Linked DNA regions of Zea mays: all the other regions are linked to region 1. Evidence: chromatin contacts called from public Hi-C data. All regions are on one chromosome and are shown on one strand. The core of a region is the stretch at or near the end of the contact, and the rest is flanking DNA. Distances in the headings are between cores, read along the strand shown.

Region 1 (2,700 bases), core at 149-2,648:
CTTAGAAAATACCAGAAAAGCAATTCAGTTCAGTTAAACTGCATTGGAGTGTCACATAACAGGAAATCAGTTCAGTTCAGTTAATCTATTAGCTCCGGATACGTTATTATGAACCACACTTAATAATGAAATTACAAGCGCACAGAACTGAGAAACTATGATCATCTCTTATCTCTTAGATAAAAAATATGTAAAGAAACTGAGGTAAACATGAGCTGCCTGTAAAAGTTGTTTTTTACTGGTGGTTCTATTAGCCACTACAAACTTAATTTACCACACTATTCCAATGAAGACCAGAAACACATATATGGCCGGAAGGTACATGAAGACCATTTAAATCTGGGATCATTCGAACACACAATGGGTACAGATGAAAGGATTACGCGGTCGTCTCCTAGGAAAAAATACAAGGGAGAAAAATAAAGCTGGCCAGATTATAATCCATATAGAACATGTGGAAAATGTATATCCTATCTATCCCGTGTCTTGGCTCACACACAATCAAATTCAGAGTATCAAACCATATAATTATTTGCGCCCATTTCAGCTTTCACATCAAAGCATAAAGAATCAACAAAATAAATTCAGATTGCATACATACAAGAATAAAGCATAGTTAAGGAGGAAAACAAGAAATAACCGATCTAACTTATCTGTGCCGCCTCACTGCTAGTACTAAACCTATTGATCTTGGCATGTGACTTTTTATTACAAAATATCTCTAGATTAATTTTACCGTGGATTGTATGTATTAACTCGGCCACAACACTGCTATTAAAAATTGCTGGATCGTAGCAGGAATTTATAATAATCTTGGCATGTGACGCTAGTAGAGGGAAGCATAGTTAATATCCCTGGATTGGAGGAGGCAGATCTTGGAGGAGGCTGATTATAATACCTCACTGCTAGTACCGAGCGGAACTTGAAAGAGAGCAGAGGAGATGACAGAGCATGTGTGAGTAGAGGAAGAACGTAGGGAGAACGCAGATGAGAGCACAAACCCTAGACCACGTCGTCTGTGGAGGAGGGAGCAGTCGAGACCGCGTCGAGGGAGGGAGGACTGGGGATGACTGCGGCGGCGTTGTGGACGACGACAGAGTGGACGGAGGCAGCAGAGGAAGTCCGACTCGCGTCACCGTGCCAGCGTCGCTCGCGCCGCCTCCCCCTCGTATGCGGGGAAAGCTGTCCGGCCTCGCGGCTGGTGGAAAGCTGCCCCGGGTATTTTGGTCGGGTCGAGGGAGAACGGGCCCGACAGATTGGCTTCCAAATAGGCCGGAAATTTTCCCTGGGCGCTATTTTCACGCGTGCTTCGCTCCCCCGGAAAAGGCCGGGTTCCCTTCCGGAAATCTGACTGCCAAACTAGTCCTTAATGACACAGTTAAAACGAGGAATATAACGGATACGCGACCTGCGGCCCACCTCAGTAACAAAACGGGCCGAAGATAATGATCCACGGACCACGGACCGGCCCATCTCGTCCTAGCGGCGGCGGCGGCGGCGTCCTTCACCGCTCCAGGTCCAGGTGGGCGGCCGCGACCAGAGTCGTGCCCGAGCCCGACTCGAGCCGACGAGGAGAGAGCTCAGGAGGCGGCGGAGAGAAGGGAGAAAATCCCCGGTAGGGAGGGGGGAAGGAAGCCAAAGGCCCAAAGGTCTCGGCGCTGCCGTAGTACCGGCTGAGGCAAGATGGTGAAGGCACGAATGACGACGACGGACGTGGCGGCGGAGGTGAAGTGCCTCCGCCGCCTCATCGGCATGCGCCTAGCCAACGTCTACGACATCACCCCCAAGGTTAATCGGGTCCCCGTCCCCTGCCTTCCCTGCCCCGCCTGCCGCGAACCCTAGTCACTGCCCCGCTTGGGCGCAGGTTGGATGGGAAGGGGCCACTCCTTGACACCCCCGCGCCGCCGCCCGCGATCGGTAGAGGCGTGGCGCACGAAGCGAATCTGTAATTCTGTACTGGATTTCGGTCTGCTCGACCAGTGGTGCTGCCACCTAGCAGACTTTATCGTGAGCCCAGGGCATAGAGAACTTCGTAGTTTAATGTCCCGTATGCTATGGGATTTTGCTTGTGTTGTTTTTCAGTAGCTGATGTAGCCTGTGCTTACATGTAAAATTCGACATAATCAATAGATAACGCTATGAACTGGCTCGCTGAGGCTGTCGATGCACATTTTAGGTGCAGTTTTGTGGGATACAAGATCCTTGTGTTTCGCTTCAATAGTATGTTGTCAGGATCAACCAGGTGGTTCTTGCCTTTTGATCTGTTCTGAGTTCTGAGTAAAGCATAGCTGCCTGAATTCTTTGGGTCATTAATAAAAAGTATTGTATTACCAGTACATCATACAAACAGATCATGTTGTTCTTGGCAGTCTTATATCGTATTTGTGTTTTACTATATACATGACGATACTTGTACAGAACTACAGATGTAATTTTAGTAGCATCTTTCTGCATTTGGACAGACATACCTTTTCAAGCTGATGAACAGCAGTGGGATTACTGAATCAGGGGAAAGCGAGAAGGTCTTGTTGCTCATGGAGAGTGGTGTCAGGTTCCACACCACCCAATACGTTCGGTGAGCTTCAGATTCTACTCACTGCCCTGATTGATGTTTGCTTCATCACCCTGTTCTGTAACATTAATGTCTAGACCCTTGTGTGTATGCATTTCTGCAGTGACAAGAGTACCACCCCTTCAGGT
Region 2 (2,700 bases), core at 184-2,683, 380 kb before region 1:
CAGAAGCTGGAGACACCTTCACATCTCCATTGGCTTCCATGTGCTTTTCAGCACTTGCACATGCCTTTGACCAACCTACTCGATTCTCCACTAGTTAGTTGCATTCAGACTGACTGGAGTACTATGCAATCTGGAGAGGCAAGGTAACTGGAGTTTGCCTTAAAAAAGTTTCTGCATCAGCATAAGGTTAAGCAGCAAATGGCTTGAAACCGAAAAGCCCTGCAGCTTTCACCAACCTTGATAGCCTGCTGCATGAAGAGCATAGCGATCAGAAGCCCAAACAGCTCGCCAGCGACGCGGGTGAACCGGTTGATGATGGAGCACGCGCCTAGTATGGCCAGCAAGAAGAGTAGGATGGCAGTCCACACGCAAACCCTGCACGCGTACATGACACACGGCAAGGATCAGCTGAAACAACGTCCAAATCTGCAATAGAATTCTCAGCCAGCACACACAGCAAGGATGACCTACCAACCGGTCCAGGCCAGGAACAGACTCCGCCCGAGGTCGGGCCTGTCCTTGGCGAAGCTGAACATGAATGTGTACATGAGCACCGTCGGTTCGGCGACTCCCAGGATCAGCAGCGGCTGCCCTCCCACGATGGAGTGGATTACGCCGCACAGCGCAGTGGATGCCAACGTCTGCACTGCCGTGAGGACTCCATCTGCTCACAAAATAAGCTCCTCTGCTCACCCACTGTACTGACTGAAACTAACGCCACCAAGTACAAGTTTTGAATCCCCCTGTTTTATTTACCAGTGTTCCTCTCCAATTGCTCCCCGAACGATATGACCGGTATCGCGGACGCGAAGAATATGTAGGTCGTCGGCGCCAGGATCCTGAAACACTCCCAAAAAAGCACTCCTTTTCATTCAAGATCTTGGGGGCAGGCAAGAACAAACAAACTTGAGAACAGCAACAGAAGGACATCGCAGCCAGTTTCAAGGTTTTGGCGCCATAGTGGTGATACCGAACTTGTAATCCTAAACAGCACAATGCAAGATTGTTGCGAGCAAAGATTAGATTAGCCTTACCTGATACCGGCACGGAACCCTCCGGCCCAGTCCTGCTTGTAGCAGGCGAGCCTCCCGTGGAGGTCGTTCTTGATGCCCCGCAAGGGCACGAAGCTCTCCTCCATTGAAGGGCGTCGCTTTTTTCTCAGACACAAGAAGATCTGAGGATGTATTCTGGATGGTCTCCCACTCCGGGTGTGAAGTGAGGCCCTTGCTTACATCTTGCGGCGGATGGAGCAGGAAGAAACGCTACCGGTTTGGAATCTCGCGATGCATTTAGCGCGGGTCCATGGAGGGAGACGAAGGCCGAGGCTACGAACGGAAGGGGAGCATAGAGAGCACAGGAAGCGGGCTGATTGCCGACGAGGGAGAGAACGGCAAGGTCCAGAGAGAGAGAGAGAGCAGTAGAGCGAAAGGGAGGTAACCGCTACAGAGCAACGGAGTTGCGATAGAGGGCAGATATATAGGAAGTGGCAGGGGAGGGGCACACCACTGTCAATTCACAAAGAGAAATCTTGGTAGAAAAAAATTTAAAGCAAAAAAGTTATCTGAGGAAAAAAAATGCATTGCTCGAGAACTGTTGCAGCGAGTCTTGCTGAATGCTGAGCTCTGCGCACGCAAAGCAAAAGCACAAGAGGGCTCCAGTGGGGTGTGTCACTGGTGGGCTTTGTGATCATGTAACTGCTGCAGCAAGTGTCGGAGCTAATTTTATTTTATCTACCACTGTATTGTTAAGTTCAGAAGGAAAAGGAAAACCGGGGGAGGGGGGGGGGGGGGGGGGGGGGGGGTGGTCAGCAAGAGGACAAATAATAATTTTTTGGTTTTGTTCACTCGGATGGCAAGGCAGGGCCAGAATGCCAGGGCAGCTCTGGCTCAGCTGTCTGCTGTCCAGGGGAAGAGAAGGACCCAACGAGCTTCGCTATTACCAAATAAATATTACTAAATATTAGTTATTTTAGTATTTTGATAGATTTATACCATATTTAATATATGTGTTTTATATATATATCTAGATTTATTGACATCTGGTTGAACATATACATAATAAAATTTAACTGCTACGACGACTAATATTTTAACACAGACTAGTCGGTTGCCCGTGCGTTGCGACGGCTTATAACAATACCTATATATCTTATCAACAAAAAAATTTAAGATTTTTTATTGATCGTATCCGCTCTCCATATAATATTTTTTGATTTAGCTAACCGATGTTATTATTTACTCCATCCAATATGTCTTGGTACAACACGGTCAATGAAGTGAGCGATTAGAAGAAAGTTCACAACGACTGACTGAACAAACAAAGATTGTAAAATGACATAATTCCACAATACAGAGACCAAATAAGAGAAAGTTTGTGAGCTCAAGTTTCTAAAATAAGTCACATAAACTCAAACTTATAAAAAGATAGATCAAAATATGAAGTGTTTGCTAAAGTCAGGCATCAATAAAAACTGGATGCGCTCCATATAAATTATGCTACTTTGTAGCAATTACTAACATTTAAAACCAATAAATAACCTTTCATTTTACTGTTATTGTGACAAATTATTGTTGCTCCATCCAATTCAGCAACATCAAACACCATGAAGTCCATTGCGTCAATGTGGTCTCAGAAACGACCTAATGCTTGCAAGAGCCAAGAACGTCGTGCCGTGCTTGGGCTGTAGCCTCGGCCCGTAGT
Region 3 (2,700 bases), core at 163-2,662, 440 kb after region 1:
ACATAGCATCAAGGACAAATTGAGATGATCTTGTCTTGCACACTAGATAGATACATAGAAATCATGCATAGAGCCATAGGCCTCCAATTCTAAGCGGGAGATAAATATCCAGATCCATGCTAAAGCTTGTGTCAACAAAAGCACTTCACTTCTGCTAGGATGGTGTATAACTTAGTAATCAGACCCAATATATATGGTATCAGAAGCAGGGGTCAGCTCCTTCACTATATAACCAAATTGTGGTGCCATCTTGATCTCATCGTCAAGCTTCCAGCAGACCTCTGGGTAGTATTCCCAGACGGTAGGTGGTGGCAGAGGGGTGGCAAGGCTGCTGCACACATTTTCGTTCCCTCCAACAAAGCCCACCTCCGAGGGCACCTCTGGCGCCTCAATTTCCATCCATATCTGGTCCATGGGATAGCCATCCATGTCCGGATGGGTGCCCTTCAGGATGCTTGTGATGCAGCCACTGCCACCATGAAGCTCCTGTCCCTTAACTCCAATGATTGATGGAGTATCTGGGTAGCCTGACTGGTAACTCAGTGAAGATGAGGATGATGATGGAGACATGTTCCTCTTCCTCTCCTGTGCTTTCTTCCTCATGTGTGTCCTCCAGTAGTTCTTGATCTCATTGTCAGTGCGCCCTGGCAAGCGCCGTGCTATCCTGGACCACCTGTTTAGGAGAAGTTATTGGACATGTCAATCAAATTTTAGAGAAAACAGTCATTTTGTTCTTTTGATTGTCTTTTGGTGATCAGACCTGTTTCCCCACCGAGCGTGCAGCTCAAGGATGAGGCGCTCTTCATGGGGAGACATGCGCCCACGCTTGAGGCCAGGGTGGAGGTAGTTGACCCACCGCAGCCGGCAGCTCTTGCCTGTCCGGTTGAGTCCTGCATGAATGAAGATACAGAAAGGGAGAGGGGAAGCAAGAATAGAGTCGGTTAGAGAGGTTGATACTTGCTTTTGCGACTTAGCGCGATGACTTCAATTTAGCTACCTAATTTGTGGATCCCCACCCCTCAAACCTGATACTTTGGCAATGAAATCCCAACGACGTTCACCGAACAGACGGACAGTGCATACCAGTTGCAGGTCCTCCTGCTCTGTCCATGGCCCCTTGCGAGTCTCCTCTCTCACTGTCACCATATCGCCTATGCGATATGATGAAACTAACGCTGCTCACTCCTACCTTGTATCGGCTGGGAGCCGGTCTTCTTGCTCTTCTTTCTCTGTGTGCTTGTTGGCTCCAGTTTCAGGATTATCTTGTTGAAATCCAGTCTGTTTGTGAGGAAGAGGAGAGGAAGAAGAAAGCTAGTACAGAGAAGAGTATGCCACTTTGTCTTAGTTGCCTACTGGTTTGGTGGCTTACTGGCTTTTGCCTCTCATTTATAGGTAAGAGGGGGAGGTCTTGGTGGCCAGGTGATATGGTGGGTGTGATTTGGAGCTCCCTAAAGATCCTATATTCCACCATTTGGGTTGCCCTCAGATTCTAACTGATAAAGTAGCTTTTTTAATTGGCTCATGTTGCGCATATTGTATTGCAAAATCATAGGTGTGCATGTTAGGACATCAGCTTTATTGACGTCTGGAATTTGCAGAGGTATATTCTTGCTTTTTGTTAATAAACTACAGTATACAATAAAAGTTAATTTATTTGTTTACCGTTCATGTATTTTGAGATTATTGTCCCCATATGTCTTATTCATAAATCTACCTGAAACTTAGCTTTGAATTTCTTCATAAATCTTTGCTATGGTGAGGTCACTCTGGTAGAAGCTTTTATGCGTATTAAAAGGCTACTACCTCCGTTCCAAATTAACTTTGATTATACTTCACTTTATTTTTGCCCTGAAGTAAACTTTCTCTGACTTTGGCCAAATTTTTACAAAAATCTACAAGTTGAAGTAGATGCACTGTCAAAACATATTTTATGAAGAATTTAATGAACTAATTTGATACTGTAGATGTTGATGTATCTTTCCATAAATATGGTTAAAGTTAGAGAAGTTTTGATGGACAATATTTTGTACGGAGTACAGTGTACTAGTACATACTTTTACTGGCTAGTTAATCCAGTTACTACTAACACTGTATTGGACCAGTATACAGTTAAAGGGCACTCGCCGTGTAGTTGAGGGTAAACTTTTTTTTTTTGGTTTCATCAGACGAAGACATTTTTTTTCTGCCTGAGTAGTTCTTAAAGTCTGTATCACTGGTTGAAGCAAATACGGCAGAATTTTCTACTTTTGATATACTAGCGTTTCAATAATATGATGCTTTCTGAAGGTATATGCTTGTTCCTTCTTTTATTTTCTTTTTTTCCGATTGGATGTGTGTTTTTATTTTTGCTTCTCGACAAAAGAAAAGTGACTGTGCTTATCAACTTTTTGGTGCTTTGGTTGATGAAACACTACGCGTGGGTTAACTAGGAATACCATCTTATTTCTATTTATCAATCAGACACATGGTACATCTACTATGAAAGCAGATAGATACATAAAGCGCTTCAGATGCTATACATTCATTTTCTCTTGGGAACCATATTTTCCCAAGGGTTTTTCGTTTCCCCAAGAGAAATTAGTTCATTTTCCTTTGAGAAATTAGTTCATTTTCCTTTAGGAAATTGAAAATCCCATGGGAAAATGTGGTTGCCAAACTAGCCCTCACTCAGTGTTTTTGCCGGCATGAAGTTGCAACTTG
Region 4 (2,700 bases), core at 156-2,655, 330 kb before region 1:
ACGGGAACGAATATTACCACGTGTACACCGTTTACGACTGCATAACGCTATGTAACATGATAGCGTAAACCATGCAACATTTAAATATCCACCGGTTTGAGATAAGTAAAGACGTGCTCCACGTTCGCGTAAATAAAGGCACAGTTACGGGAGGAAACAAATTCTCATTTACAGCCGCTCGTCCACGTTCGTATCTGTGATATTGGCGGCGGTTAACGACTGCATAACGATGCATAAATAAACCGTTTACGACTGCATAACGATGTGTAACATGATAGCATAAACCATGCATTATATAAATCTTGACCGGTTTGATATAAGGAAAGACGTGCTGCATAATCGCGTAAATAAAGGGACAGTTACGGTTTGAGGAGCATTAGTAGAAGGAAATAAATTTTAATTTACAACCGCAGTTCGCGGGTTCTGCTCGGGCGGATTCTAGCGTAAAACGTGAGCTAAAACAACGTAAATGAGTACGAAATTTAGCGTAAATGATATATATGTTTTGTAACAGCAAACGAAGCCCAAAATTACGGCGTGAAAATCGCGTGCACCCAATCGTGCGCGGGTTCTGGCTAGGGCAGATTCCGGCGTAAAACGTGAGCTAAAACTGCGTAAATGAATACGAAATTTACGTAAATTATAGACATGTTTCGTAACAGCTGGGGTCCGAAAATTACGGCGTGAAAATTGATCACGTTCGATCGTGCACGGATTTTGGCTTGGTCAAATTTCAGCGTAAAACGTGAACCAAACAGCGTAAATGGGTACAAATTTTATCGTACATCATAAATCTATTTCTTAACGACGAATGTGGCCTAAATTACGACGTGAAAATCGCGCTCCGATCGTGCTCGGGTTCTAGGTCAGGTGGATTTAAGCGTAAAACGTGATCCGAAACAGCGTAAATGGATACGAATTTTAGCGTAAATCAATGATCTATTTTGTAACGACGAATGTGGCACTTGCTTTTTAGTGGAAGCGTAAAATGCAATAAGATATATCGTAAAATTTTGTTTGAAAATGTATAAATCACGATGGTCATAGACGACATGATGACAACGTAGATGCCCCTGAGCGTCGCCGACTCCTTGACGCGCTTGAGCAGCTCGTACCCGGTCATCCCAGGCATCCAGTAGTCGGTGATGATCATGCTGACGTCAGGGAGCAGGCCCATCGCGAGCAACTCCAGCGCGCGCGTCGCCGACTCCACGGCGGTCACCCTGTACCTGGAGCCGCGCAGGATCCTGGCGATCGCGGCGCGGTCCACGGATTTGTCGTCCACCGCCAGCACGTGCTTCTCCAGCTCCGACGCGTCCATGGGCACCACCGACTTCCTGCTGTCGTTGGCCTTGGGTGCAAGGGACGGCGCCACAGATTCTGGAGCGGCGGCGGCGGTGGCCATCGCAGAGATGGACGGGACAATCGCCGTTGTCGTCAGGCCTAGGGTGCGCTGTCGTCGTCCGTCTGCTTCGACAGTGCCGTCACTGCTTGCCCGCCTGCCTCGGAGCGTCGTTGTCGCTCGTTCCTGGTGGAGCGCCGCCGTCGGTCTCCTGCCTCGAGGCGACACCGCTGCTGGCCCCCAGGATCACCGCCGCTCGCACGCCCGAGGGAACCGCCGCCGCCGCTAAAACCTAATCCCTGGCGGCGTGGGGGTGTTTTTATAGTGTCGGCGTGGGACTGAATAATTGTGAACGCGTGGGCCGGGCCGTGGGCCCGATGCACGTAATATGCGCAGACTATATTTGCATAAACTGATACACACATCAACATAACTCGTATTATAATTTAGCGTAAGCACATTTAGGTACAATAAGCCAAAAAGGGTCCGGTGCGGTCTGCGCACCTGGTCGGGGCTTCCTGTAGTTAAATAGAGCCCAGAGCTCTAAATACTATATATATATATATATATATATACCACTCTATTAAGAACTTAATATGGGCACCTGATGCTACCACAGCTTTACCCTCACTCAGCTACTGCCCGCCCTATGGACACGCTGACACCTTAGGCCCACCCCCACACTCTCTGACTGGTTCTCCCGCCACTCTCTCAGGGACTGCCTTGTGGACCCAAGCACCCGCTCAGAACCCGACCCCACCCTACCACACCGCGCAAAAAAGTGCAGAGCGAACACTCGAACCCACACTCCTAGCTCAAAAAATTTGGGGCTAACATGACCATATGTACCTTAGTGTTTAGAAACAAACAATATATATTTGAATAAATATCTTAATACCTATTTATATGATATATAAAAACCGTAGCAAAGCACGAGTATAACACCCTGAATTTAGGGGCATAAAATTTCTTCTCTAAATACCTAGCAAATTCAGGTTACTTCTTTTCTCACTTCTACAGTGTTTCTTTTCTATTCTCTTTAATAGGATTTTGGGTTAATTATGTGGGAGATGTATTATTTTCTTGAGAATATCAAAACCTAGGGTATATGTGAATGTTTGCATCATGCTGAGACTAGATTATTCCTTTTTGTTTGATGACATGTTTGAATTATATGTATTTGAATTGTGGTTGAATTTGATTTGAATTCCATAGAGAAAATAAAAAGAAAAAAAATTAGAAATTCAGGAAAATAGAAAAAACCGTTTTCAGCCCGGTCGGCCCAGTTTAGCCTAGCTAGGCCGCGCGCTCGCCTCGCTCTCGCAGGCGGTCCCCGCCTTTCAGCACCAGCCACGCCC

Evidence for each region. A called contact is a pair of places that touch in the nucleus more often than the background predicts.
Region 2: a contact with region 1 is called in a Hi-C map of ear, with 3 times the contacts expected there. The contact joins the promoter of LOC100381433 here to the promoter of LOC103650540 in region 1. A contact is called at or near these places in 3 of 25 Hi-C or Micro-C datasets (ear, endosperm and tassel).
Region 3: a contact with region 1 is called in a Hi-C map of leaf, with 2.5 times the contacts expected there. The contact joins the promoter of LOC100272660 here to the promoter of LOC103650540 in region 1. A contact is called at or near these places in 9 of 25 Hi-C or Micro-C datasets (bundle sheath, ear, leaf and 3 more).
Region 4: a Hi-C map of ear shows a contact between it and region 1, with 2.6 times the contacts expected there. The contact joins the promoter of LOC103652180 here to the promoter of LOC103650540 in region 1. A contact is called at or near these places in 2 of 25 Hi-C or Micro-C datasets (ear and tassel).

Annotation. Positions count from the first base shown.
Region 1 is chr3:129,231,806-129,234,505 of Zm-B73-REFERENCE-NAM-5.0, reverse strand. LOC103650540 (nuclear export mediator factor NEMF) reads left to right here and starts at 1,398. Exons shown (of 14, transcript XM_008676116.4): 1 at 1,398-1,788; 2 at 2,463-2,575; 3 at 2,676-2,700. The coding sequence starts at 1,684.
Region 2 is chr3:129,612,313-129,615,012 of Zm-B73-REFERENCE-NAM-5.0, reverse strand. It overlaps LOC100381433 (Boron transporter 1), which reads right to left and starts at 1,433. Exons shown (of 12, transcript NM_001174274.1): 1 at 1,035-1,433; 2 at 757-839; 3 at 472-664; 4 at 237-375. The coding sequence starts at 1,138.
Region 3 is chr3:128,790,851-128,793,550 of Zm-B73-REFERENCE-NAM-5.0, reverse strand. It overlaps LOC100272660 (MYB transcription factor), which reads right to left and starts at 1,412. Exons shown (of 3, transcript NM_001147118.1): 1 at 1,026-1,412; 2 at 761-890; 3 at 1-673. The coding sequence starts at 1,146. The coding sequence ends at 172. It also overlaps a transcript of LOC100273435 not described here.
Region 4 is chr3:129,564,951-129,567,650 of Zm-B73-REFERENCE-NAM-5.0, reverse strand. It overlaps LOC103652180 (two-component response regulator ORR6-like), which reads right to left and starts at 1,405. Exons shown (of 2, transcript XM_008677818.1): 1 at 1,037-1,405; 2 at 169-219. The coding sequence starts at 1,405. The coding sequence ends at 169.